Linked DNA regions of Sus scrofa: region 1 is linked to region 2. A link is a contact called in public promoter capture Hi-C data. All regions are on one chromosome and are shown on one strand. The core of a region is the stretch at or near the end of the contact, and the rest is flanking DNA. Distances in the headings are between cores, read along the strand shown. Region 1 holds the start of LOC100153093 (RIMS-binding protein 3A). Region 2 holds the start of SDF2L1 (stromal cell-derived factor 2-like protein 1).

Region 1 (7,069 bases), core at 3,502-6,001, 71 kb after region 2:
ACCCAAGCCTCTGCCCAAGCAGCTCCTTTGTTTGTGGGACCTTGTCCACCCGCCAAGTGCTGGTCATGCCTCAGGCCATGACTTGCCATGCCTGCTTGGAGAACTTGACTGCCTGTGGAGTGCTGGGTCCCACCAGTGTGAATGCACAAGCCTCCCTTTGTCACCCCAACCACCCTCTGAGGTGAAAAGTTTTACCAGCCCCATTGGCAGAGGCAGAAACTGAGAAAAATCAAGTTTTTCTCGGCCACCCAGTTAGTCAGAAGGTGAAGCCCAAGTCTGTTCTTGAACCATGAGGTCTAAAGCAAGGTCTGGGAGACCTAGTCAACCCAAAGGGTGCCCTCTTTCCCTCCCCACTTCCCTCCTACCCCTCCACCCAATCTTGCTCCCTCCTCCTTTCCTTCATAAACCCCATTGGAGGTTCTCTGTGCTTAGCGAATGCAGAAATTAAAATACCACCTGCCCACCACCCTCTGCATAGACCAGATTGGGTGCTCAGCAAACGTTCAAAGAAGGAAAGGAGTTCCTGTTGTGGCTGGGAGGAAATGAATCTGACTAGCATCCATGAGGATGCAGGTTCGATCCCTGGCCTCTCTCAGTGGGTTAAGGATCCAGTGTTGCCGTGAGCTGTGGTGTAGGTCACAGACACAGCTCAGGTCTGGCATTGCTGTGGCTGTGGCATAGGCCTGCAGCTGTAGCTCCAATTCAACCCCTAGCCTGGGAACCTCCATATGCTACAGGTGCAGCCCTAAAAAGACAAAGAAAAAAAAAATTCAATGAGGGAAAGATCATCCCATGACCTAGAGCAATGACTAAATGACCGACAAGAGGCATTGCCCCTGGTGTCAGTGGGGAGATGGACAAAGGCCTCATGCTGCAGGCTGCAGAGAGAGAGAGACTGGCGAAGGCCCAGAGCAGAGAGCAAATGCAGATGCAGAAGGCAGAAGATGGTCTGTCTGGTCCGTCCTGGCCACAGCAGGCAGCTGCAAGTCAGAATGCTGCCGGCAATAGAAGTGTCCTCGGAGCAGCAGCTTGGGGATTACCGGGACACTCGGGTGGCCAGAGCCCATGGGCCAGGCTCTATGGGCACCAGCTCAGAGCCCAGACTTTGGGCACATGGGCCTGGACACAAGGCCTTGTGCAACCCAAGTAGTTTCCTCCTCTGGAGGGGACGTGCCAGCCTCCCCAGCTGTGGTGAAGACTCAGGTGCAAGGCCTGTCACATGCAGGTGGGAGTCAGCTGGCCACCCACAGGGGCACACGCCTGGGGAGCAGGGCCAGGGCTGCCGGGCTGGGCGAGAGACCAGCCCAGCAGGCCAGGGAATGCCCAGCCAGAGAACTAGAAGCTGGCACATGCTGCCTCTCGCCACCCAGGAGGGCATGGACCAGCCAAAGCCAGCTGTGGGGCCCAGGAAGTAGATCCCCTCTGCTATCCATCCAGAAAGGGGCACAGCCAGGATGGCAGGCCTCCCACCACCTAGAGCAGGAAGCCCTGTTTGGGCTGCTGCTGAGTGGCTCTCTCTGAGCCCCAGTTTCTCCTCAGGCACAGGGGGACCACGACAAAACTATGAGAAGGACACAGCCTGCACTGGGCAGGGCTTGCAGGTCCCCCCGCCCGACACCTGATCTCAGCTGTGGGCAGCCCTCAGTCTCCGGCCTCGCCTCATGGGGAGCCTGCCCTGCTGGTGCTCTTACCATTAGCACCACACCCCTCACCCATGGCACTTGCCACAGTCCAAGTTCACTGTTCCTGTGCCACATTTGTGTTTAGCATCTGCGTCTGCCCTTAGACTGTGAATTCCATGAAGACAGAGGCCACACCTCTCTCTTCTTCAGTCACGTGTTTACTGAGCACCATGTGCCAGACACTGTTCTAAATGCTGGGGAGATGTCTGAGAACAATAGGAAACATATTAACCCAAAATAAGAAACCTGGACCGACTGTAGCCACGGAAGGTAGGAGCTTAAAATGCTCCGGTGGGCCCCCAGGATGGAACCGAACACCTTCACCAAGTTTGAAAGCTCCAAAAAGCTCAGGGCACGGGCAACAAAAGAGGGCTGTGGATCAGCTTTCCCAGGACCCCAGACCCTATGACCACATGGCCCAGAGGTCTGTGACCAGGAATACAGGGTGAACCCAGACGTGAGGGGCACAAGCTTCCTCTCAGGATCGTTGGAGTCACACGGTGTTGGGGCAGTGGTGTCTGCGCTCATAATAGACAGGGGAGCCTCTAACCCAGAGGTTTGATGGTCTTAAATGTGTCCCTAGCAGCACACTTCTTTCAAACACTATTAAACCAAAGTCCTCCTTAGAACCTGACCAATGACATGAGTGAGTGGCTGTGTCCTATTTTTTTCCCCCTTTTTTAGGGCCACACCTATGGTCTATGGAACTTCCCAGGCTAGGGGTTAAATCAGAGCTGCGACTACTGGCCTACACCACAGCCACAGCAACGCGGGATCTGAGCTGTGTCTTCAACCTACACCGCAGCTCAAGGCAATGCTGGATCTTGAACCCACTGAGCAAGATGAGGGATCGAACATGCATCCTCCGGACACTATGTTGGGTTCTTAACCCACTGAGCCACAACAGGGATCTCCAGTGGCTGTGTCCTGTTGAAGCAGATGGGGCCAGTGTCTCCCCTTCAGCTCTGGTCAATCTTTCCCACCCCTACGGTTTTGTCCGGGAGCCCTAGGACAGTAGGGAAGTAACCCAGTTTGAAAACCACCCCAAGTAATCTGTCCCTTTCATGTTCTAGGCAAGACAGCCAGGGCCCAGAGAAGGCAGCCTGGTGCTCCAAGTCATCCATGGGGGTGACAGGCAGGTCACTGCACAAGCACTGCACAGCATGATGAGTGTGGGATGGCAGGAGCCTGGCACCGGTGAAGCCCTGGCTTGCTCTTCCACTTGACCACATTCCAGATGCCTCTGACGTGCCTCGGGTGGTGCCAGCATGGGCGGTGGCTGGATGGCGCCTGTGGGGCTCCCAGAGTCACACAGGGTCCTTCTCCCTGGTGGCAGCCTGCCTTCCTGCGCTGACTATTGGAGCCACTGCTCGGGGCTGCAACAGGACAGCCAGGCTGCAGAGCACCACCCACTGCACTGAGGTGACCATCCAGATGCCCTTGGGCCCTTGTAAGCCACCTGCTCTGGCTGAGCCTCAGGGCCTTAGCCTCTGTCAAACAGAAATGTGCTGAGGGTCTCCTGAAGACATGCTCCCTGTGGCCCCACGACCACCTGGACATTCCAGTGTCTCAACTCCCCATCCCCGCATCCACCTCACCTCTCAAAAAGAACACCTGCAGCCAAATTCCCCATGTTCATGTTACTCACCACTGCCCAATGGCATCACCCATGGCACATCAGCATTCAAGGGAACCCATTTTGAAAAACATGAGTACAGCAAAAGGGTGGGGCCAACAGGGCCACATGCTGAATGAACACAGCAAGTGCTTCTCTGAGCCTTGGTTTTGCCACCGGCAAGATGGGGCCGAGATGGTCTGCCCACCTACCTGAGAAATGGCTATGAAATTGAGAGGCCCGTCTGTCTGTTCTGCACCAGGAGCAACCCAGGAAGGTGAGTCAGAGAAGAGAGGCTGGGGGGGATTCACCCTGGGGGCCTTGAGGGTGGCTTGTGGCTAGAAAGCCATCCTCAGAGCAGCAGAGCCTGAGCTGTGAGAGGCTCTGGGTGCAACCCAGACCAGGATGGCACCACACACTGAGAAGCAGAAGGGTCTCAATGTGGTCACAGCATTAGGGACTGGATGCAAATGACTAGGTACCAAATGTCCATCCACATCTCCCAGAAGCCACTTGATGCCAGGGCAGGAAGGGCAGGGAGAGCCAGATTTAAGTAGGGCTCCTACAGCTGTGTGTGTGTGTGTGTGTGTGTGTGTGTGTGTGTGTGTGTACATGCACACATGTTCCACAGCTTAGGATTCCAACAACATCTCTGTTGAGGACTGAGCCTCACCCCCCGCCCAGCCTGATGCCTCTGCCTGAGGCCCCATTGGGCAGCCTGGGGCCTGGGGTCCTAGCCCTTGCTTCTAGGTGGTACCTGAATGTGGGCAGTAAGCAGGCCAGGTGAGCAGTAAGCAGGTCTGCACCCTTCAGGCCCTGCCTGCCTGGCCCTGGGTTCCCATCTCTCCTTTCTCAGAAGGGACTTTCACTTACCCCTCCTTGAGCCCCCTGTGGGCAGGGACCCAAACGTGTATCAGATACATCCCTGGTCCAAAAGGAGAAGCATTAGTTGGTGCGATCAGGGCAGCAGAGGCCTGGGTTGCCCAATCCTGGCCTGGAGAGTCAGGGAAGGCTTCCTGAAGGAGGAGAAAGAACTGCTAAGCAGAGGCCAAAGGATAAGACAAGGTTAATATAAGTGAGTGGACAAAACCACTAACTAGCCTGATCACCTGGAGTCAAACTCTTAATCCATAGGAGTTTAAAACTTCTCATCTGTAAAATGGGTGGTTTAAACCAGAGTTCTTATTGTGGCGCAGCAGAAATTAATCCAACTAGGAACCATGAGGTTGCAGGTTCAACCCCTAGCCTTGCTCAGTGGGTTGGGGATCTGACATTGCCATGAGTGATGGTATAGTTCGCAGAAACAGCTCGGATCTTGCATTACTGTGGCTGTGGCATAGGCTGGCAGCTGTAGTTCCAATTAGACCCCTAGCCCATGAACCTCCATATGCTGTATGTGCAGCCCTAAAGTAAATAAATAAATAAATAAATAAATAAATAAATAAATAAAGGCAAGCATTAGCACTGAGCATAGCACATAGTAGTTCCACAGTGGGCAGTGTTATTTCTGTTTCAGGCCATTTGGCATCCCAGACAGGGGAGAATGACACATGCAAAGGCCCAGAGGCCTTTGAACCAGGGGGCTCTTCAGACTCCTGGAAGAAGCTTGTAAAGGTCCAGGCCGAGCCTGAATGGGGGAGATAGGAACTTACACAGACCTCAGTGCAGCTCCTACCATATACCCAGCCTGTGGCTGACAGTGTCTCTCCAACCCTGGGAGTCTGTTTCTACCAACATACTCCCTTGTGCAGAGGCTGGGACAGGTGAAGGAACCAGCAGTGATCCCTCAGCCAAAAAGTGGCAGAGCATCCATAGTGAGTTTCAGGGGGCTGAGAGTACCTGCCTTCAGCATGGCAGCCCTGCCTGGCCCCAGCCAAACTTCTGCCTTGCAGACCTCAGTTTCCCTAGCTGTGAAAGAGGGACTAGGATGAAAATTAGAGAGCTGCCAGGGAGCCTTGCTCTGTCTGGGCACTGTGAACTCTCACCTCCTTGAAACCTTATAAACAGAGGAAATGAATGCTCCAAGAAGTCAGGGAACCCTGAGAGGTCACGAAGCACAGGAGGGAGCTGCATTATTAGCCCATCTTACAGATGAGAACATGGGAGCAACTGAAAAAGCTAAGGACTAGTTGACTCTGAAGACCCACCAGCTTTAACTACCTGACACACTGCCCTTTAGAGAACCATGGAAAGCTCTCTGGCCTTGCTGTCTCCAGGGAGGTGGTGTGGGGAGCCAGCGAGCCAATCATTTACTTTTTGGAAACACAGGCAGACCTGGGCACTTCTGAGCCAGACCAAAGGGCAGGCCGGGCCCTCATGGCAGCCCCATCCTCTCATCTCCCACCCTGCCTCTCCAACCCTGCCTCCGGATTTCACTTGACTCTCCTGCAACATGTTAAATGTGAGGCTCCACACTGGGTAAAAGACTGGGAGGGGGGCCCTCCCAGCTGTGACCCTGAGATTGGTTAGATGGCATCAGGAGGCAGAGTTATGCAGGCCTGAATCCACATTCAGCTACTTCTGGGCCACGTGACTGTGGGGAGGTCCGTATCTCCCTGAGCAACCCTGCAGGGTGATTGTAAAAACTAACCAAGAAACCGCAGGCCAGGCTTATGGTCCTGAACAAGCCCTTCTTCTCCCCTGTCTCCCCTGGCACCATGCCCAGCCCCTGGGCTGCAGACTTCCCTGTAAATTTGGAATAGGAGTTTTAAACAAATAATGCATGCAAGTCCTTGGAAAGGGTCTTTGGAAGGGTAGGTGCAGTGGGGATGCAGGAGCCAGATGCTCCCCCCTCCCCTGCAGGTGAGCCCAGGGCTCACACCCAAGTTTGGGCATATCCTGTGGTGATTCCTAGCCGCCAGACCACCTGAATCCACAGCAGTGCCAGGTGGGGTGTGCTCACACCCCACTGGTGATCTTGACACATACACCAAGCCCCCTTCTCCAAGCTCAAAGAAGCAGCTCAGACTTCCCATGAGTTCAGGGCCTGAAAGGGATCGATACAGTCCCTGGAAGAGGGCTGGGGTGAGACATTAGGGACTTGGTGGTAGGACCAGGGAGAAGCCTGGGGCCAGAGGGAGTCCTGGGCATTCCAGGAAGGGCATAGGCAGTGTCGAGCCCAGTGTCAGGAGCCCAGCCCCGACATAGGCAGCCGGGAGTGGAGCGCAGGCTAGTGCACCCACCGCAGGTCGTAGGGAACGCACCCAGAGACAGGAGGGGCGCGAGGAGACCCAGCCAGGCACCGGAAGGGGCGCGTGCGGCGGTTGGCCGCGGCCAGGTCGGCTGCCGTTGGCGAGAGGCGGCCTGGGCCAGGAGAGGTCAGACGTTTGGCCCGGCCGCGGCCACCATGACCAAGGACTCGCCCAGCCCTTCGGGCAGCGGCCACGCGACACCCAAGAAGCTGGCTACTCCGGGCCCGGCGGCGGCGGCACTGGAGGAGCAGAGGCGGGAGCTGGAGAAGCTTCGGGCTGAGCTGGAAGCTGAGCGGGCGCGCGGGCGGGCGGATCGGCGGCGCTTCGCAGCCGAAGCGCGCCAGCTGAAGGAGGCGGCCGAGCGGGAGCGGCAGCAGCTGGTTGACCACCTGCGCTCCAAGTGGGAGGCACAGCGTGGCCGGGAGCTGCGGCAGCTGCAGGAGGAGGTGCTGCGGGAGCGCGAGGCCGAGATCCGGCAGCTGTTGCGCTGGAAGGAGGCCGAGATGCGGCAGCTGCAGCAGCTGCTGCATCGCGAGCGCGACGGCGTGGTGCGCCAGGCTCGGGAGCTACAGCGCCAGCTG
Region 2 (6,414 bases), core at 2,676-5,175:
CCCAGTGTGAATAAGGCTTCATCGGCTGCCTTCCTGCTCCTCTAAGCCCTATTCCTCCGCCTCAGTGTTTTGTGGGATCACCTACCAACAACCTGCTTGCACTCCTGTCTCAGGTCATATGAGTGATGGTAGAGAAATCTAGACTTGTAGACACTATTCAAGAGGTTTGAGCAGGAGTTCCCCTTGTGGCTCAGTGGTAAAGAACCTGACTATTATCCATGAGGATGTGAGTTCAATCTCTGGCCTGGTTCATTGGGTTAAGGATCCAATGTTGCCATGAGCTGTGGTATAGTTTGCTGATGCAGCTTGGCTCCAGTGTTTCTATGACTGCAGTGTAGTTTGGTGGCTGCAGCTCCGATTCAGCCCCTAACCTAGGAACTTCCATATGCCACAGGCATAGCCAAAAAAAGAAAAAAAAAAAAAAAAAGGCTTGAGCAGAGCAAGAGCTCATAGGGGAGAGGGCAGGGGGAGCAAAGGACCTAACCGTGACCCTCCTCCCCTCAGGTCTCACATTGACTAGAGCTTTTCTCTCACCCACTAAGGTCAATGAGTTCTCAAAAGTGAGGTGCTCTGCCCACCCTCCTCCAAGCCCCTTCCAACCAGCTGCCACCCCCATCCTCTCCTTGGGCTCTATTATTCTCATCCTGCAAAGTCGCATCCTCCACCTCCAGCAGCTCCCCAAAGCCTCTAGGGATGTAATCTCCACTATCACCTCTAGAGGGCACCCACACACCAGAAAAACTACTGTTACCTTCGTATATCAGAACACTATTTATTTATTGTTCCTTTTCTTAAGTTGCAAAGTTTTGCTGGCTCAAATCGTGCCTCTTCCAAGTTCCCTGGTGGCCTAACCGGTTAAGGATCTGGTGCTGGAGTTCCCGTTGTGGCTCAGTGGAAGCGAATCTGACTAGCATCCTTGAGGACACACGTTGGATCCCTGGCCTTGTTCAGTAGGTTAAGAATCCAGCATTGCCATGAGCTGTGGTGTAGGTTGCAGACGTGGCTCGGATCTTGTATTGCTGTGGCTGTAGTGTAGGCCAGCGGCTAAAGCTCCTATTCAACTCCTAGCCTGGGAATCTCCATAGGCCTCGGGTGTGGCCCTAAAAATGTTAAAAAAAAAAAAAAAAAAAAAAAAAAAAAGTACCTGGTGTTGCCACTGCTGTGGCTTGGGTCAGTGTTATGCCACTGGTTTAATCCCTGGCTCAGGAACTTCTTCATGCTGAAGGTGTGGCCAAAAAAAAGAAAAAACTGTGTCTTGTCTTCCAGGAAGACTTGTTAGTGGCTTCAGGGTGGCAGTTCTCTGTGGTTACTTCCCTTGTGATATCTTTTGAAATTTCTCTATGGCCTCAGGACTTTGAAGGGTTGTAGTGGAGCCTGAGATGCTACATTCCAGGGCTGGCTTGGTGTGTGGAGTGCTATTTGCACCAAGAGTGAGGGAAACTGTGATGCAAATTTCCAGCAGATAGGCAGAGTCCTGACCCGGTTCTTGGTCAAAGACGTGTGAGATTGCAGCAACTGCAAGAGGCGCCAAGAGGAGGGGGAGCACCTCAAAGGATGAGGGGGCTGGAGAACTTGTGCCCATCCCAGCTGGCAGAGAGTGGGGCTCCTGCTTTCCCCCTGACCCCAGCCCTGGCCCCCACCCTTATCAGGAAGGTTTGTAAAGCTCAGGGCCTGGGAGCTGGGGTCACTTGCCACTGGACCATCTGAGGGTAGAGCAGGGGCTGTGATGGCCCAGAGCAGTGTTGGGAGTGTACAGAAGAGCATCAGAGAGGTTTGGACAGGTTCAGCTGCCAACTGTTATGGAGATAGAGGTTTTGCACTGAGGAAGAGATGCTGAACCAGGCCAGGGAGGGCTGGCGCTTGCTGGGCACCCCTAGACTCACAGCAAAATACAACCATAGACCAACATTCTTTAATCATAAAGGCACTTAAGAATCCCTACAAACCCAAAGTTTCCCCCAAGAGTGGGTCTGCAGTCAACCCATCCTTCTGCCCTCCATCCACCCATCCAGAGCACTCAGAGTTCATCATGACCTGCAGAGGGGTCCATGCTGGGCTTGATGAAGATGCCTTCCATGGCCTTCCACCTATTGTGAGTGTTGGCGCTGGGCATGCCGTGCACCTCGTGTTGCCCACGGATGGGACTCCCGTATTGCTCACCGGTGACCGAAAGGAACACAGAGGTGCCCACGTGCTGGAAGCGCACTGCAGCCTCCCGCTCCCAGTGCTGCCCTGAGCAGCGCACTGTCCACAGGTCCAGGTCATCACCCTCGCCATCCTCCCCAAAGGCGCTCACCTCCTGTGGGTGCGGGTGGGGCAGGATGGGAGGACAGTAGTCATTATGAAGGGCACTCTGAGACTCCTGTAGACACTTGTCTAGCACTGCGCTCACACCCAGGGGCCTGCCTTGCAACTCTCTGAGCCTCAGTTTCCACAGCTGCAAAATAGGACAACACAACTCCTACCCCCAGCACTCAGAAGCCCCCCACCCCCCACCTCCGTAAATTTTTCAAACACCAGCACATCCCACCTCATCTGGGCAGCGACCACAGGCCCCCACAGGGCCAAGACCTTCTCCTCGCTCCTCCATGTTCCTCCTGTTCTAATCCCTCTGACCCTCACTCAGCATAAAGCCCACACCTCAGGCTGGGCTTAAGATTAAGGTTCTATTAATCTACTTTCTCTTCTGATAACCGTCCAAAAGCATCCTCTGTTCCAGCCCCACCTCCCACCCAGTTCCAATGAACTCCACATGCAAGCTCTTCCTTAGGCCTCAGAGACACTCTCCTCTCTGTGGCCTGGGGGGCTCCTCCTCCTTCCAGGCCCAGCCTGAGTTCCCCCTCCCCTGGAGGGTTTCCATTCCTCACTCCAGTGGCCATAGTGGATTCTCCTCCTCCGCTGTCGGATTGCCCCTCAGGGATGGCACTGTCTAGCTAGATGGCTCTTTCTGCCTGGGCAGAGAGCTCCAGGGGACAGGACCCTGACGCATGCAGTCACCTCGGTGTCCCCAGAGGGGGCGCTCAACAAACACTTCTGATTTGAAATTCCCGTTCCACAGAGGAAGTCGAGGCTCAGAGCCGGCGCCCGGCCCCTCACATATACTCCAGGGGCTCACCTGGTTGTTGGACAGCGGCGAAGGGAAGTGGTGCGTGTGCAGGTTCTTGCCGGTGAGCACGTGAGTCAGCCGAACCGTCTGCCCGCAGCGCACCGGAGACCCGCGCGGACACCCGCCCTCCGAGCCGCCGCGGATTTGCCAGTAGCTGTTGGCGTCGTCGGACGCCTCCACGCCGGTCACCGACTGCTGGCCGCTGCCTAGGGGGAGATACCCCACCCCCGGGGTTGCCGTCAACGCGACAACTCTGACCCTCGGCAAGGACACCATCATTTCTCCCGGACAAGCTCAACCCTGGGACCCAGTGGCTCCCTCAGCCCCTCCCGCCCGGGCGGGACTCAAGTCACCTGGTCCGAAGCTCCCGAATGACATCGCGACCACCCCGTCAAACAGCCAGACTCTGCCCCTTGGTCCGCAACTCCTTCAGTCCCTGATGATTCCCAGACCCCTGGCCGGCAGACCCCCGCCCCACCTCTGTCAGACCCCCACCCCTGGCCGCTACTGCCCGGATGCCGCAGCCCCAGCCCGCGCACCGGATCCGTATTTGATGTCGTGCGAATGCAGCCGCACCCGGTGCTGCGTGTTGAGCAGCTTCAGCACCGACCCACAGGTCACGAGGCCCGAGCCGGTCTTGGCGGCACCGCTGCCCGGCACCAAGAGCGCTAGCAGCAGCCCCAGCAGCGCCGGTCCGGCAGCTCGCCGGCAACCCGCGCTCCACATCGCCCCGGCCGGGCTCTGGCAACTCGGCCCGTGGACGCTTCCGTCTCCGCTGCCGGCCAATCGGGCTCTGACAGAGCCCACCACGGTAGCCAATCGCCGGCCTGCACGGCGCTCCGCCTGCACTGTTATTGAGTCCTTGTGGAAGGGACCCGCCCCCAGCTTTCGAGAGACGCGGCGGGGAGGGGGTTGGAGACACGAGGAGGGTTATGATTGGTCCACGCTTCCGAGGACTCACCAATGAGTATCAAGGGAAGACTGGGGCGGTGCCGAGCGGAGAGAGCTGGTGGCTCGCTCTGCAGGTGAGGGCGGCCCTCCCGTGGCCTCTGGGCCCCAGAACACCTGGTTCGCCTCTTCACGAAGGTCCTTGGCCCTAGATCCCCAGGACCTCAATCATGGTGTCTTCCTTGGGCCCTAAGTCCCGCAGCTGCAGGGTCTTGATGTTGCTCGACCACTGGATTACGTGGTCACAAGTGGACACATCTCAAAAACTCAGTCACCTGGTCCTTCAGTCCCTGGACCCCAGGATGGACTGGTTCCCCAGTCGCTTGGTCTTTACCCCTTCTCCTGCATTGGGTCACCTCAGTTCCTGGACCCTGGAGTTTCTGAATTCCTTGGCCACTCACTGACCCCTTCCAGGGCAGAATCTCATGGTCATTAGGCCGCTGGGCAGCAGAGGGAGCTGTGGTGTAGAGGATAGTGGCAGGTGGTCCCCAGAAAGCACCACCAAGCTGTCTTAGGAAACAAGAGCAGAGGGAGACCAAGTAACTGGGGACCAAGCCTCGGTTACTTTGCGTCCAGGGCTTCAGACCCATAGCCTTCTCAGAGGTCTGTGGGCTCAGTCTTCAAGGGGAGAAACTTACACCACTATTTATTCATTTGTGGAACATTCCTACGTTGACTTCACTCCAAGTCTTTCAATTCACCCCGTCTAGATGGCTCTGACTCCAAATCAGGCTGTGAGGCATCTCTCCTGCCCCAACCCCAGCACCCTCACCACCCTAATACAAGGCGCCTCCCACCCCTCCACATCTACCACCACCTCCTAGAAGAGTTCCCTGCTTCTGATAACTCAGGCCCCTCCAAGACATTTTCTACACAGGAAAGTGGTTTGTGCCTTAAAAATCATAAATTGGATCATGCCAGGTGTCTGCTGAAAGCTACCAATGGTTTCCTGTTACACTGGGAATGAGGGGATGGCAAGAACAGGGTTAGTAATCTCCCTGAAGGCAAAGAAAGGGTTCCAATAGCAGCAGAGACCCCAAGACTGAGTTGGGGAAGCCAATGTGGCTCCACTTGTAGTTTCTGGAGACTCATGGCTCCTCCTGGATGTCCCTTTTCCTGTATACCACATCCCCAGCTCACCTCATAGGTAGGTGCTCAGCACCCTCCACCTGGAGGCCACGGTTTGTCTCCAGGTTCAGATTCCCAGGCCCTACTCAAGGTGTAATAAGTGACAGGCGCGTGGGGGGGGTAGTTTGTTTCCAATCAAGTCTGCTAACAATTCTTCCCACTCTTGCAAGTGCCAGCTGCTCCTCTCCTCAAAGTATGGGGTCCCTCCCCCCATCCCCAACCTGGGCAGGCATCACAAGTGTCTTTGACCATGAGAATGCTGCAGAAATGCTGTTTGGGAAGTTCCAGCAGTCTGGCTTCTTCCCTCTAGGAAGCCAGCCACTGTTCCTGCTGGTCCCAGGCCAGAGGGACCACTGGATGGCCAGGGGCAACACGGAGAGAGATGCTGGAAGGGGAGAGGCCATGTGGCAAGTTCCAGCCATAGACTGGACCCCAGCTGAAAGCAGCCATTCTGGCTCTACCACTGCCAGCTGAGCCTGTCAAACACCAGTGTCATTACAAACACTGATTTTGCCTGAAGCCACTTGAGTCTCAGTTTGTTACATAGCCTGAAACAGGAGCTACGGGGAGATGTCTCTAGCATCATGTGCCAGTGGTGCCCAAAAGGGGCTGCTCCCACCCCAGGAACTGTCTCTAGACGTGTACCTCTGAGGCTGAGGTGGGGCATGTGCTCTACTCCCTTGAGACTACACAGTGGCACCTGGAAGCCAGAGGATATTGGGTGTGCCAACAGGGCCAATCAGCAGCCAAGTGACATGGCAGTCAATTGTGGCCCTGAATGGTGGTGATGGGGGCAGTGGGTGGCCTCAAGGTCAAATATGTGCTGTAAAAGATCCATGCTACAAGAGCTCTGTGGAAAAATGGGTCCCTGATCCCCCACCTCAGGACACCAGCCCCTCTGACTGGCAATGGAGCAAGTGCTCCCCGCCAAATCGCAGTGTATGGATGTGACATAGAGGGTCCTTCCTGCCTGGCTGCAGAAGCAGCTGACAGTGGCTATGTCCTCACCCATAGGCCACTGAGCATGGTCAGTCCAGGATGAGCTGGCCCGGCCTCCACATACTCAGCGAACTCCAGGGGAGGCAAGCCACACCAGGCTCCTGAAGTGGCAGCCTGCAAGGCGAGGCAGAGTGGAGTACCTCCAAGTGCTCCCTTCCCATGGGGTGGGGAGGAGCAGCCAGGGGCTGAAGCCTGGGTGAAAATGCCTGAATAGGAATGAACAGGCAGACGGG

The links. Promoter capture Hi-C pulls out the DNA fragments that hold promoters and counts their contacts.
Region 1: a contact with region 2 is called in a promoter capture Hi-C map of liver, with 11 times the contacts expected there. The contact joins the promoter of LOC100153093 here to the promoter of SDF2L1 in region 2. A contact is called at or near these places in 4 of 5 promoter capture datasets (fetal liver, fetal skeletal muscle and liver), 21 of 47 Hi-C or Micro-C datasets (adipose tissue, alveolar macrophages, blood and 13 more) and 2 of 2 datasets of contacts at active chromatin or transcription factors (alveolar macrophages and skeletal muscle).

What each region holds. Positions count from the first base shown.
Region 1 is chr14:50,318,286-50,325,354 of Sscrofa11.1, forward strand. LOC100153093 (RIMS-binding protein 3A) reads left to right here and starts at 4,752. Exons shown (of 1, transcript XM_001926953.5): 1 at 4,752-7,069. The coding sequence starts at 6,644.
Region 2 is chr14:50,247,711-50,254,124 of Sscrofa11.1, forward strand. SDF2L1 (stromal cell-derived factor 2-like protein 1) reads right to left here and starts at 3,926. Exons shown (of 3, transcript XM_001929542.5): 1 at 3,646-3,926; 2 at 3,116-3,312; 3 at 1,897-2,299. The coding sequence starts at 3,832. The coding sequence ends at 2,018. It overlaps LOC110256815, which reads right to left. Exons shown (of 3, transcript XM_021073687.1): 2 at 6,191-6,295; 3 at 4,203-4,283. The coding sequence ends at 4,203.